3 separate regions of the Capsicum annuum genome follow, and all the other regions are linked to region 1. The links are chromatin contacts, called in public Hi-C maps. All regions are on one chromosome and are shown on one strand. Each heading gives the region's core, a stretch centred on a gene start, on an enhancer-like site or on the middle of the called end of the contact. The rest is flanking DNA. Distances are from core to core; before and after follow the strand shown.

The links. A called contact is a pair of places that touch in the nucleus more often than the background predicts.
Region 2: a contact with region 1 is called in a Hi-C map of leaf, with 1.7 times the contacts expected there. The contact joins the enhancer-like site here to the promoter of LOC124898031 in region 1. A contact is called at or near these places in 2 of 5 Hi-C or Micro-C datasets (bud and leaf).
Region 3: a contact with region 1 is called in a Hi-C map of leaf, with 2.6 times the contacts expected there. The contact joins the promoter of LOC124897881 here to the promoter of LOC124898031 in region 1. A contact is called at or near these places in 2 of 5 Hi-C or Micro-C datasets (bud and leaf).

What each region holds. Positions count from the first base shown.
Region 1 is chr4:190,800,632-190,804,176 of UCD10Xv1.1, reverse strand. LOC124898031 reads right to left here and starts at 1,937. Exons shown (of 2, transcript XM_047411646.1): 1 at 1,428-1,937; 2 at 1,105-1,311. The coding sequence starts at 1,937. The coding sequence ends at 1,105. LOC107869592 (aspartic proteinase Asp1) reads left to right here and starts at 2,345. Exons shown (of 9, transcript XM_047410884.1): 1 at 2,345-2,451; 2 at 3,093-3,258; 3 at 3,432-3,545. The coding sequence starts at 2,406.
Region 2 is chr4:190,666,759-190,670,298 of UCD10Xv1.1, reverse strand. No RefSeq gene overlaps it. Among protein-coding and RNA genes, the nearest start is that of LOC107869592, 130 kb to the left of the region's middle. Within about 2 kb of position 1,853, at least 1 of the 5 cell types and tissues checked has an H3K27ac peak or open chromatin away from gene starts, as enhancers often do. A contact at or near this core is called in leaf, where this site is marked.
Region 3 is chr4:190,978,606-190,982,443 of UCD10Xv1.1, reverse strand. LOC124897881 reads left to right here and starts at 2,177. Exons shown (of 2, transcript XM_047411466.1): 1 at 2,177-2,851; 2 at 3,762-3,838. The coding sequence starts at 3,764.

The sequences.
Region 1 (3,545 bases), core at 688-3,187:
AACTTTAGGGACGGATTAATTTAGTTGCTAAAGATGGCTGCAATTAGCGACAAAAATTAGTGACTAACATCAGTCGTAGCTATTGAAAAACTTTAGCGATGGATAAATTTGGTTGCTAAATATGGCTACTCAGTCGACCAAATTATGTTGCAATGGATCAACGATAAAATATTCTGTCGTAAATTAAGCCACGACTAAAATAAATTTTGGGAATAGTAACGCTATAGCAACGGAAATGTACGTCAGTAATATCAACAACCAAACTATTTCGTCGCTAATTGGTCACAAATTTTGCAACAGAATTTAAATTTTTGTCGCTATGAGGTTAGCAACGAGCAATATAGCGACATAACATTTTCCGTTGCTATTTCTATTTAGCGATGAATTTTTATATGATAGCGACGAATATGTCGTGTCGCTAAATGCTGTTTTTTTTGTAGTGATTGGAACATACAAAACATTACTAAGAGTGAGATTGGGAAGAATAGAAACACTTCGTATGTGAGTGACAGTTACTTTGAAAGAATTAGGTAAACTAATGTTTAAAGTAATATGGAGGGGTCATAGAAGAAAAAGAAAAAGCATCAAAACACATGTTCTCTGATGCTCCTGAGTCAATGATCCAGGTTGTAGAGTTAAAAACTGAAAAACATGTCCCTGAATATTTAAGAATTGTACCAGCTACTGCATTTGCACTGATTTTTGCACTAAGAATTGATTGTGAAATCTGCATCTCCTTCATCATTTGAACAATTTCCGCCCTTTGCCCTTTGTTGAAATGCTAGAATGACCTATTACCCCTATCATTGTAGAATTGACAAGTACTGCTTCTCTCTTCTTTTATGTAATTTTCACCAATCTCATGACTATCTTCCCCTGTGAATGCTGCATTTCCTTTAACCACAATATTTTTTCCTTTTGTGAACTCAAAGTCATCAGGAAAACCTACTAGCCTAAAACAGTCTTCCATCCCATGTCCCCGCTTAAATAATATGTTCAAGTCACATTAGGGTTGTATTTGGCCCTTCTTTCTTTGGGCTTATATTGAGAGTTACTAGGTCTTTGGGGGTATACAATAGACTTCTGATATCCACCTGTATTTCTCTACAATTGGTTTACATTTCCATTCCTGGAAAACTGATTTCCTCCTTTGACATTTTGTTTCCCTTGATTTGTCACCATGAAAGATGATGATTCAGAAAAAATTTGTTCATTAACATAGATCTCTCTTTGATTTTCATCCTGTAACAATAATGAATATGTGACATCTAATCCTGGCAAAGATTTCATCATCAATATGTTACCACTTGCCTGTGCATATATGTCATTTACTCCATTAAAAATTGAATCAGTCTTTGATCTTGGAGGGATTTGGATAATTTTGTTTTTCCTTCACATGTGCACACATAGGAACACACTATGTCTACATTCAAAGAATCTAGTTCATCCCAGATTCTTTTCATCTTTGTAAAATATCCTGATACATTAGAATTTCCTTGAACTAATATGCTCAATTCCTTTTGAAGGTGAACGAGTTTGGCTCCATTCGATTTGCCAAATCTTTGCTCAAGACTGTCCCACAACTCCTTAGCAGTAGTGGAATAGATAATACTATCTGCAATGTCCTTGGATAATGCATTCAATAACCAAGAAATCACCATATCATTGCAGCAACTCAATTGAGAGAAATCTGGTGAAGTTAGATCTGGCATTTGACAATTGCCATTGATGAAACCAAGCTTCCTCTTGACTGAAAGTGCTATCAAAATGGATTTTCTCCATCTTGAAAATTTCCTTCCATCAAACACCGAGCTGATCAGATTCATCCCAAGAGCATCAGATGGATGACAATAGTAAAGGTGATTGAAATCCACACTTGTTGCAGGAAGATGAACACTGCTGCTTGCAGAGTTTTTGCTACTTACTTCTTCAGTCATTTTTAGTGATTTGAAAAACTTTGATTGTAAATTTGATGGATCGAGCTCATTGTTTTGATACCATGAAAGAAATTGAAGAAAAAATTGTGGAAATTTTTCTGATAATCTTTTTATTGATCATGTGTATCCTTTTATACAAGTGTTTGTACAAAGAAAAATACAAAAGAAAAATGCTTACACTTGTCCCAATCCTATACAATATATTCTAACTTCATAACAAACTGATAACAAACTATGTTCTCCTGTATGTGCTGCTTACGCGTCTATATTATGTATATTATGTCCAAAGCATTTTCATCCATGGTGAATAATTCATCTATCAAACTTCTCTTGGAAGCTTGGATTTGTTCCACGTGGCACAATGAGGGAAACATGTGAAGTTTCAAACTACTTTTTTCTTTTATGTCAGAGCCTAATTTGTCTTCAAAATCCTCTCTTGCTTACCATTTTTCTTTCTTTCTGCTGCTAATGGAGAGTGAAGGATGGATCTTCTCCTTGCCAACAGTAGTAGAAGGTCACGCTCAGCCCTCTTTGTACATGGTTATGTATTCTCAATGTGGAAATAAAACCATGACTCAATTTGAAGGTTAAGAAGAAAAGAAACTACTTGAAAAAAGCACCAAAAACAATTTACATTTAATCCCTTAGCATAATTTTCAATACTTTAAACTGTTTGCAACTCGACATTCTTAAAGGGCATTATGAATCTTCAAATTTAATCCCGTTGAATGAATCGCAGACAACTGCCAAATGAAATATTTTTGTCAAGTGTGCATGTCATATACAATTCAATTGTTAAAGATGGCGTTGATTTCTTTGAGTTTGTGATTGAGAATTTAGAGATACAGTTAATTTATTCAAGAAAAAAATAATAGATTATGTACTCCCAAATGTCTTTTAATACAAGACAAAGGAGTAAACTGAGGAATCCAAGCAATGCCAAACCAAACCTCAGTTCACAAGTAAATTAAAAACCCTTCCAAAGAATCCACTTAAGACTTTTCTATTGGGTGGGAATTTCTTTTGAGAAATATATAAGGCAAGATTTTGCTGAATTAATTAAGAAATAGAAGTTTTTTCTTACTATAGGAAGGAGAGATATGGGGGGAGGAAAAATTCTTGGGATGTTGATCTTTGTAGTTGTTATTGTTTCAGCAGCAGCAGCAGGAGGAGGAGGAGGAGAGGGAGGTTATGGGGATAGTCAGCAGAAGAAATGGTGGAAATGGATGTCTTCTAGTTCTGTAGCTTCTTCATCAGTGGTCAATCCAGTTGTCTCTTCTTCAATTGTCCTACCACTCTATGGCAATGTCTATCCCGTTGGGTATGCAATGATGCTATTTACATTGCTGAATTTATTTGCACTATTTGTATGGACTTCATATGGACCATCCATTTTCCCAAAGGAATTTTGAAATGTTCTTTGGTATATAGGAAGACTGTAATCCCTATTTTCCTTTTCTAAGTTAAATTGATTGAATTAGTTTTCTTCTGCAGTTATTACTATGTTCAGGTCAATATAGGGCAGCCTTCAAGGCCTTATTTCCTTGATCCTGACACTGGCAGCGACCTCACGTGGCTGCAATGTGATGCTCCCTGTGTTCGCTGCAC
Region 2 (3,540 bases), core at 604-3,103, 130 kb after region 1:
GAAAAATTGTGATGATAATCGGGAGAATAAAAAACTACATGAAAGGAGGACGGTTGCATATTATTCACACTTAAAGAAAAGGAAAATTTTTGACAGATTTTTTAACTAACAAGTATTTTAATTTTGCAGGTACACAAGTTTATAACTCATTTGAAGGATTACCACAAGAGGCAAAATGCATAACAATTTTAGACAAGCAACAAATTCCATAATTAAGAATTAAGAGGATGAAGAAAAAAGCTCCAGATTAACAACACATTCGGAATAAAGCATCAAAAGAGATTCCCAAGCATTAAAGGGACATTCAAGAATCAGTGACAAGTACATGCAGTAGAAACAAGAAATACAACAAAAGAATACAAGGTATGGAAGAAAATAGGTACATATAATTAACTCATCTAGAATCTGATAGAGTTGTATCAACCCCCAAATGGAGTTCATTCTCTTGATGATAATAGATGAAGTTATGAGTGTAGTACCTCAGAATAAAGCTTTCATTAACAGAACTGAGTTCAAATACCTGAAAACCAATAAGCACTGTTTGGAGATAGCTCCAATCGAACCTGAATACACAGCACCTGGTGAGAGTTTAAGGCTTGAGTTGTATTTGGTTCAAAGCGGCTTATTTTAAAGTTAAGATTGTTTGAAGCACAAGATCAAACAAGAGAGAGGAACAACAAGATTGCTCAGAAATGATGGAAGATTACCTGGTTAGATGCGATTGATGACAACATCAAAAAAATATACAAAGTGAAGACAAGGGATCGGAGATGTGAAGAAGAAGAATAGTGTCTGTACTTTCCACTTTTCCTTTTTTTGCCTTTAATATTAGAAAGTCTTTTGGCTGACATCTTTATTTTTTAGTTTTTTCTTAGAGTAATTAGGCTTGGGTCTTGCCGGATCTAAGTTTCTTTGTACAAATTTCCTTTATCATTTGTTTTGGGAGAAGGACAAGAATATCACTTTGGTGAAAAATAATGCCACTGAATTAGCTGTTAAATTTGATATCCCTCTTTTTAGCCTTTTAACCGTTTTTTGCTGGTTAAAGAACAATCGTTTTTGATCTTTTTCACTGCTCCTTTGGTTTCTTTGTTTTTCTATTTCTTTTTTTAAAATTTTTTATTGCAATTATCTTTTAAAAGAAAAATCGTTGTTCCTTTTCGTTCTTTTTTTCGCAACCCTTTTTTTAAAAAGGAAAAAACTTTTTTTTTCCTTCTAATAATTAAAAACAAAAAAATATATTTTTTAAAATAGAATAAAAAGATAATGTATACTTACATCTTTAATAGTAAATATAGACATCTTTGATACTTGAAACAGATACATATTGTATACAATTATTATACAATTTCTGTACATATCCTACACAGATACATAATTTATATAATAATGATACAATTTATATACATATCATATACAAATGCATTTTATATACAACAATTATACAATTTCTATGCTATACATATTCTATACAATAATTTTACAATTTTTATATATATATTCTATACAACCTTTATTTGAAATAATTACTTAGATACATATTCTATACAACAACCATACAAGTTCTATACACATGCTATGCAATTTTTATTTAAATCTTATACATATATGAATAGTGATTATAGAATTTCTATACACATTTTAATAAATAAGAAAATCGTAGTAAATCAAATTATATACATATCCTCCTTATAATCTCACTTTGAAAATGGGGAAAGCAAAGAAAGAGGTGATTGTATCAAATGATCAAATCTAGCCGCTTGCAACCCATAATTAGAAGGCAGCGATTTCTATTGCATGTTTGTTTTGCCTCAGTTTACCTTGTTTTTCCATACATGCATATAAGTCTTGTACAATTGTTACACCAATCAACACAGGCACACTTGTTCAAGTCTTATCCTTTCTGCTGATCAAAGGACTTATGTGGTTTCTTTTCTATGAAGGATTGGAGAAAGATAAGAAAAAAAAAATGGTTATGGGTTGAGTTATTTTTTTAAAAAAGAGGAAAATATAATAATAAATTGAAGAAGATAAATTGCCGACTTAATTAAGCTAACTTTATGGTATTTGGACCATATGTATTAATGGCTACAAATTGGAAATTACATGATGTGCTAGAATGGCCCAAGAAGGAAGGGAAAGGCCAAAGTAATTTAATAACCATTAAATGACAATAAATTGATCGACGGATCATAATTTAACAAATTGATTAAATGTTGACCATTTGTTTCCAAAATGGTCATTGAATATCTTTTTTCCTTTTGTTTTTTTAATAAATGGCCAAATGGTCGCTCTTTGATAAAAATAAAAATAAAAATTGGTACGATAATGGTATGGGCTGAATTTAGGATCAAACATAACCTTGCGTGTCGGTTTGATTAAGAAATAAAATTATGCCCTTGTCAATTATGTAGTTTTTGACATGATTGAACGTCCTCACCCTCAATCTCAACCAAAGACAAAGGGAAGATTGGATGAATGCTTCTCGAATAGCATAATGACTAGAAGCAGAATGTACCGAATAATATCACAAACAAGTTGGTTAAATATTCATAAATAGTTTAATCTAAAGACAAGAAAGTAAAATAAGAAATTAAATTCCATTATTACGAGTTTTGGTTCAAGAAGTAAAACATTAAACTTTAATTAGCTAGCTATATTTTAAAGTTTATATCCTTCACGAACTTCTAAATCTAAGACTAAATTGATTGAAGTCTAATTTATATTAGTGGTCATGTAAGTTATATGTATCAAAACTCCCAGCAAAAGCTTTTAAATTGACTGAGATTCCGTTGTAACTTGGGTTGTTTTTTCACTTTCAAATTGAGTTCATTTGCACTTTTGTCCGTACTAGTTTAGCCGCACGTGCCTCGCACGTGTAATTTTTAATTATTTAAAATTAAATGATTTTATCTATTGCAGGGATTTGTAATGAAGTGCAAAAAGTTCAATTTTTTTTTTATTGTAAACACATATATATTTTACCACCAGAAGTTTCAAGTGGTTAATGAATTTAATAAATTATAGATGTAGATGTAGATTATAGATGTAGATGTAGATTTATAGACTTTTTAAATTTTTTTAAAAAATCAAATTAAGTTGATTTAAATTTTTTAAACTAATAAAAAAAGTATTAATTATCATTAATTATGATGAATTCTAATAAGAAAAGGTTTTAGCATAAATATATTTAATTAATTATCCATTCTTAAATATTAGAAAAAATAGTGAAAAAATGATTTTAACTAAAGCAAAGACTTTTAATGAATGGAAAAATGTCCAAACAACATTTATAAGAAACTTCACACTTTTAACATATTATAGATATAGATATAGATTAATATGTTGGTCTTTAAATTTTTTACCCCTCATAACGGATAATTTTTTCATGAGGCATAAGTTAAATTTTTATATCATTATATCCTATAAGTTATGTCCGGATATGAATTTATGCCTAGTGGGAATACGTTTTTTTGAACGTAAAGGGGCAAAATTCACAAATAGCATACTTAAGACCATAATTATGAGATTCATAGCAAC
Region 3 (3,838 bases), core at 928-3,427, 180 kb before region 1:
CAACTTTGAGCTTGAATTCCTGTGCTAAGAAATTCGAGTGACCTTTCAACAGTGGTGATTCCGACAATAGCTCGAGTCCCGATTTGTTGTCCCATAAAAGGTAAACATCTTTCTCTTTTAGTTTTCTTTTGCCGTAATTATGACTTTATTAGCATCGTAATGATGTTGCTGGGGTTATTTACTGTAGAAAGCTTCGAAGGCTATAGGAATTATGTGTGATGAAAATTTGTAATAGTTTCGCCTTAGTTGTTCGTTGCTGGATTTCTGTGATGACCTTTTCATCCTTTACTGTTGGTTCCTGTTTAAGTGTGTCAATTAGTATGAAATTCATCTTTTACCTTGCTTTCTTTTTCACTTGAACTGATTGATTGTAAACAAATTTATAAGGTGTCGTTTTGATTTACTGGGATTTTTCGTACTTGTTTCTAGTCCGTTAGAACAAGTTTTCTTAAGTTCGAAATGTCCTTCTCACAGTTAATATTGTTGGCAATCACTGTTGGATTCTACATAAATTATATTTTTGGAAATGTCATGATCTCTCTTTTGTCATCATAAGATTGGTTTTGCCTACTTTCATGTTTGATTTTGTTATTGCTTCAATTGGCTTGGTTTGAAATACATGTTTTAATAATAGAGTTAGCTCACACCTAGCCTCACGCTTTCTTTCTTTTCTATTACCGCTTTACCAGAACGAAGTTAGAGTCTTGCTCATATTTTGATTACGTTCACTGATTTAATTTGTACTTGAAGAAATTTTTGGCTTGCTATTCTGATGCTTTATTGGTAAAATAATGAAATGTTCTAGTTTTAATATGGGTAATTCGTCCATAAAACCTTTCAATCAGCTTGTAAAGTGTTTACGTGTCATCTGTGTTTCTTCTGTCTCTTCCTAATTCCAAACTTTGACAGTAAATGTATTTCAGCAATTTGGTTGCAAAGACATCTCGGATATGGTAAATTTGTTACCATGTTTAAAGTGTTTGCTTAAAGAGTATATGATTGTTTGAGTGTATTCTCGTCCCTTTTCTTCCTCTCTATGTGATGATCTGAAGATATTTTGTAAAATAATTAACCATAAGTATGCACAAGATCATATAACTTTCCTCGTCTGTTCCCAGTTGATATTATTATCTAAATAAGTATCTCAATGATTGGCCTGTGAAACAGTTTTCTTTATACCCGGTTGTGTGGCTAAGAAAAATATTCTTTTGCTGAAATTACATGATGTTTGCTTTGGTTTGGATAGTGCTTTTGTTGCCTTTGATAACTTAAATGAACACTCTTCTAAGGATGTAAGCTCCCGTCCCTTCTATTCTATTCATTTCCCCAATTTTTTGTGATTGAATAGAAATTTTCTTAATATGCATAGTTCAATTTAGCTTAGAGTCGATCATTATCCTTTCTTGGAGTCTATTGTGTAGTTATTTAAAATGTGTAGCAATGATTCATTGAAAGAATAACTCATTAACAGGGCTAATGTCTTTCTCTGGAAAATTTTGAACACAAATATTATACCTCATGTCACCCCTTTCTCCGATTATTTGCTTTGGTGTTCAATTTTTCTGAGTTAATTTAAGTTGAATTATTTTGAACTTTACACTAACTTGTTTTACATTATCTTTTGCCTTTCACGTGAAGCTGATGAGTCCTAAGAAGACCCCAATTTCCCTATTGCTTTTTCGTTGGGCCAAAACCCAACTATCTTCGAGTCATATTCGACGCAAAAGAGCTAATGCGCAAGATAGACTAAAAATGAAGAAAGGAGGATAGTATACATATGGGAGATCAAATATACAAGTATAGGTGGCCAAGTATACAAGTTGTATACATTTGATATACAGGAAAGTGAGCAAAGAATATTACTGATATACAATTGATATACACAGTGATAATGGACCAAGTCCATGAGTCCAACATATGGACAACTTTCAGAAAAGGAAAAATTGCAGAAACTAACATCCTTAAGACTATAATTACAATAAATAACAACACTTTTTTAAAATTACAACTTATAGCAAAGGTAGCAATATTTTACACACTTCATAGTAATAGAAGAATATGTATTTTTCAATTGTTCATATGTATTTATGAGTAATACATATATATTTGTATATGTATTTATATAGCAACATTTTACTTAAATACAAATACAATTTGCAATTTTTCATAATTATGAAACTGTTGCTATAAAAGGTATAATTAAGGCTACAGAGTTGCTATTTCTGAAATTTTTCCTTCAGAAAATAGGCAGATAAGAGGCCCAAACTTCAAATTTTCTCCATTCATTTTTGTAATTCATACTTGGTTTATGTGCTTGTATTAAACTCTTAAATTTGGTTAAATCTAAATAGGAAAAAATTCACATACTTAAGGCCCTAATTATTAGTTTTATAGCAACAGTTTCATAATTACATTTTGTAGCAACTTCTATTTTGTATTTTTAAAAAAATGCTGCTATAAAAATACATATACAAATATTTTGACTTCCCTTAAATAACTGAAATTGGTTGAGATAAATATGGTATAATTACCAATTAATTAAATTTGTAGGTTCGTTTTTCATTAAAACAACTTCAATCACGTGATTTCCGTTACAGCTTAACAGCAGTAAACAATTTTCAAATTTCAATTTTCTCCATTAACGAGTTCATCAGGAAAAAAACACAAATTCAAAATTTGGTGTTAGTTTTTCTGAGCAATTTCTTCTAATTTGATAGTATCTTCTTCGAAATCAGCATCAGTTTCGAAACGAATCATTAATTTGTTTAAATCAAATTCAAGTGCAGATTCTTCAGTTCAATTTGTTCGAATTAACTATCAGTTGCAAATTCAACCATTATCGTAGTCTAAGGTACGTAATCATCAATGTTTTCCATTTCGATTTTTTGTCTCTACCATTATTAATGTTGCTATCTAGTTTTTTGTTGTCGACGTTAAATTTTTTTATGAAAAAATTGTAAAAAAAATTCTAGTTATAAGCAATGCAGTAGTAGATTCAACATACATAACAAAAAGAATAGTGAATTTAACTATTTGTTGCAAAATTTCAGTTTAGAAGTTGTTTCAGGTATTAAAATTTCAGTATTCAACTAGAATATGTTAACTTTATTGTATAATCGATTATGAACATAATTTAAACGAATTTCGATTTGAATTTTATTCAATTAATTTTTGAAATCCTAGATCAATGAATGATCGAATTCAGCGGTTGAATGTGATGAAATTATATTGACACATATCAAAATACAAATTAGGTATGTTCCAGATGTATTTTTGTTATGTTTAATGTTAACACTCCGTATGCATTTTTTATATGACTAATGTTCACAGTGCATATGTATTTTTGTTTTGCTTGTAGGAATTTGAGTGTGTAACTATATATGTGAAAATAGATTTTATACATGTTTTACTTTCGTTTGATTCAGTATTTTGTAGTTTGTGTTGACACATATCAACATACAAATTAGGTATGTTTCAGATGTATTTTTATGATGTTTAATGTTAATACTGCATATGTATTTTTTATATGCTTAATGTTAAAACTGCATATGTATTTTTGTTTTGCTTTTCGGAATTTGAGAGTATAACTGTATATGTGAAAATATAATTTATCCATGTTTAACTTTCGTTAGATTCAGTAGTTTCTATATTTGGTTGAAAACTTTTGTTGTGTTTGTATTTTACTTTAAACAATTTTTGTTTAAATGTATATCTTATGTTGGCTGCGTAACTTTGATTGCATTTTTGGTTAAATCAAGTAGAAATGGGAAGCATACCAGTCCTTGTGAAGCACTCTGGTCGATGGACGTATGAAAAAAACTTCAAAAAATATGTCACT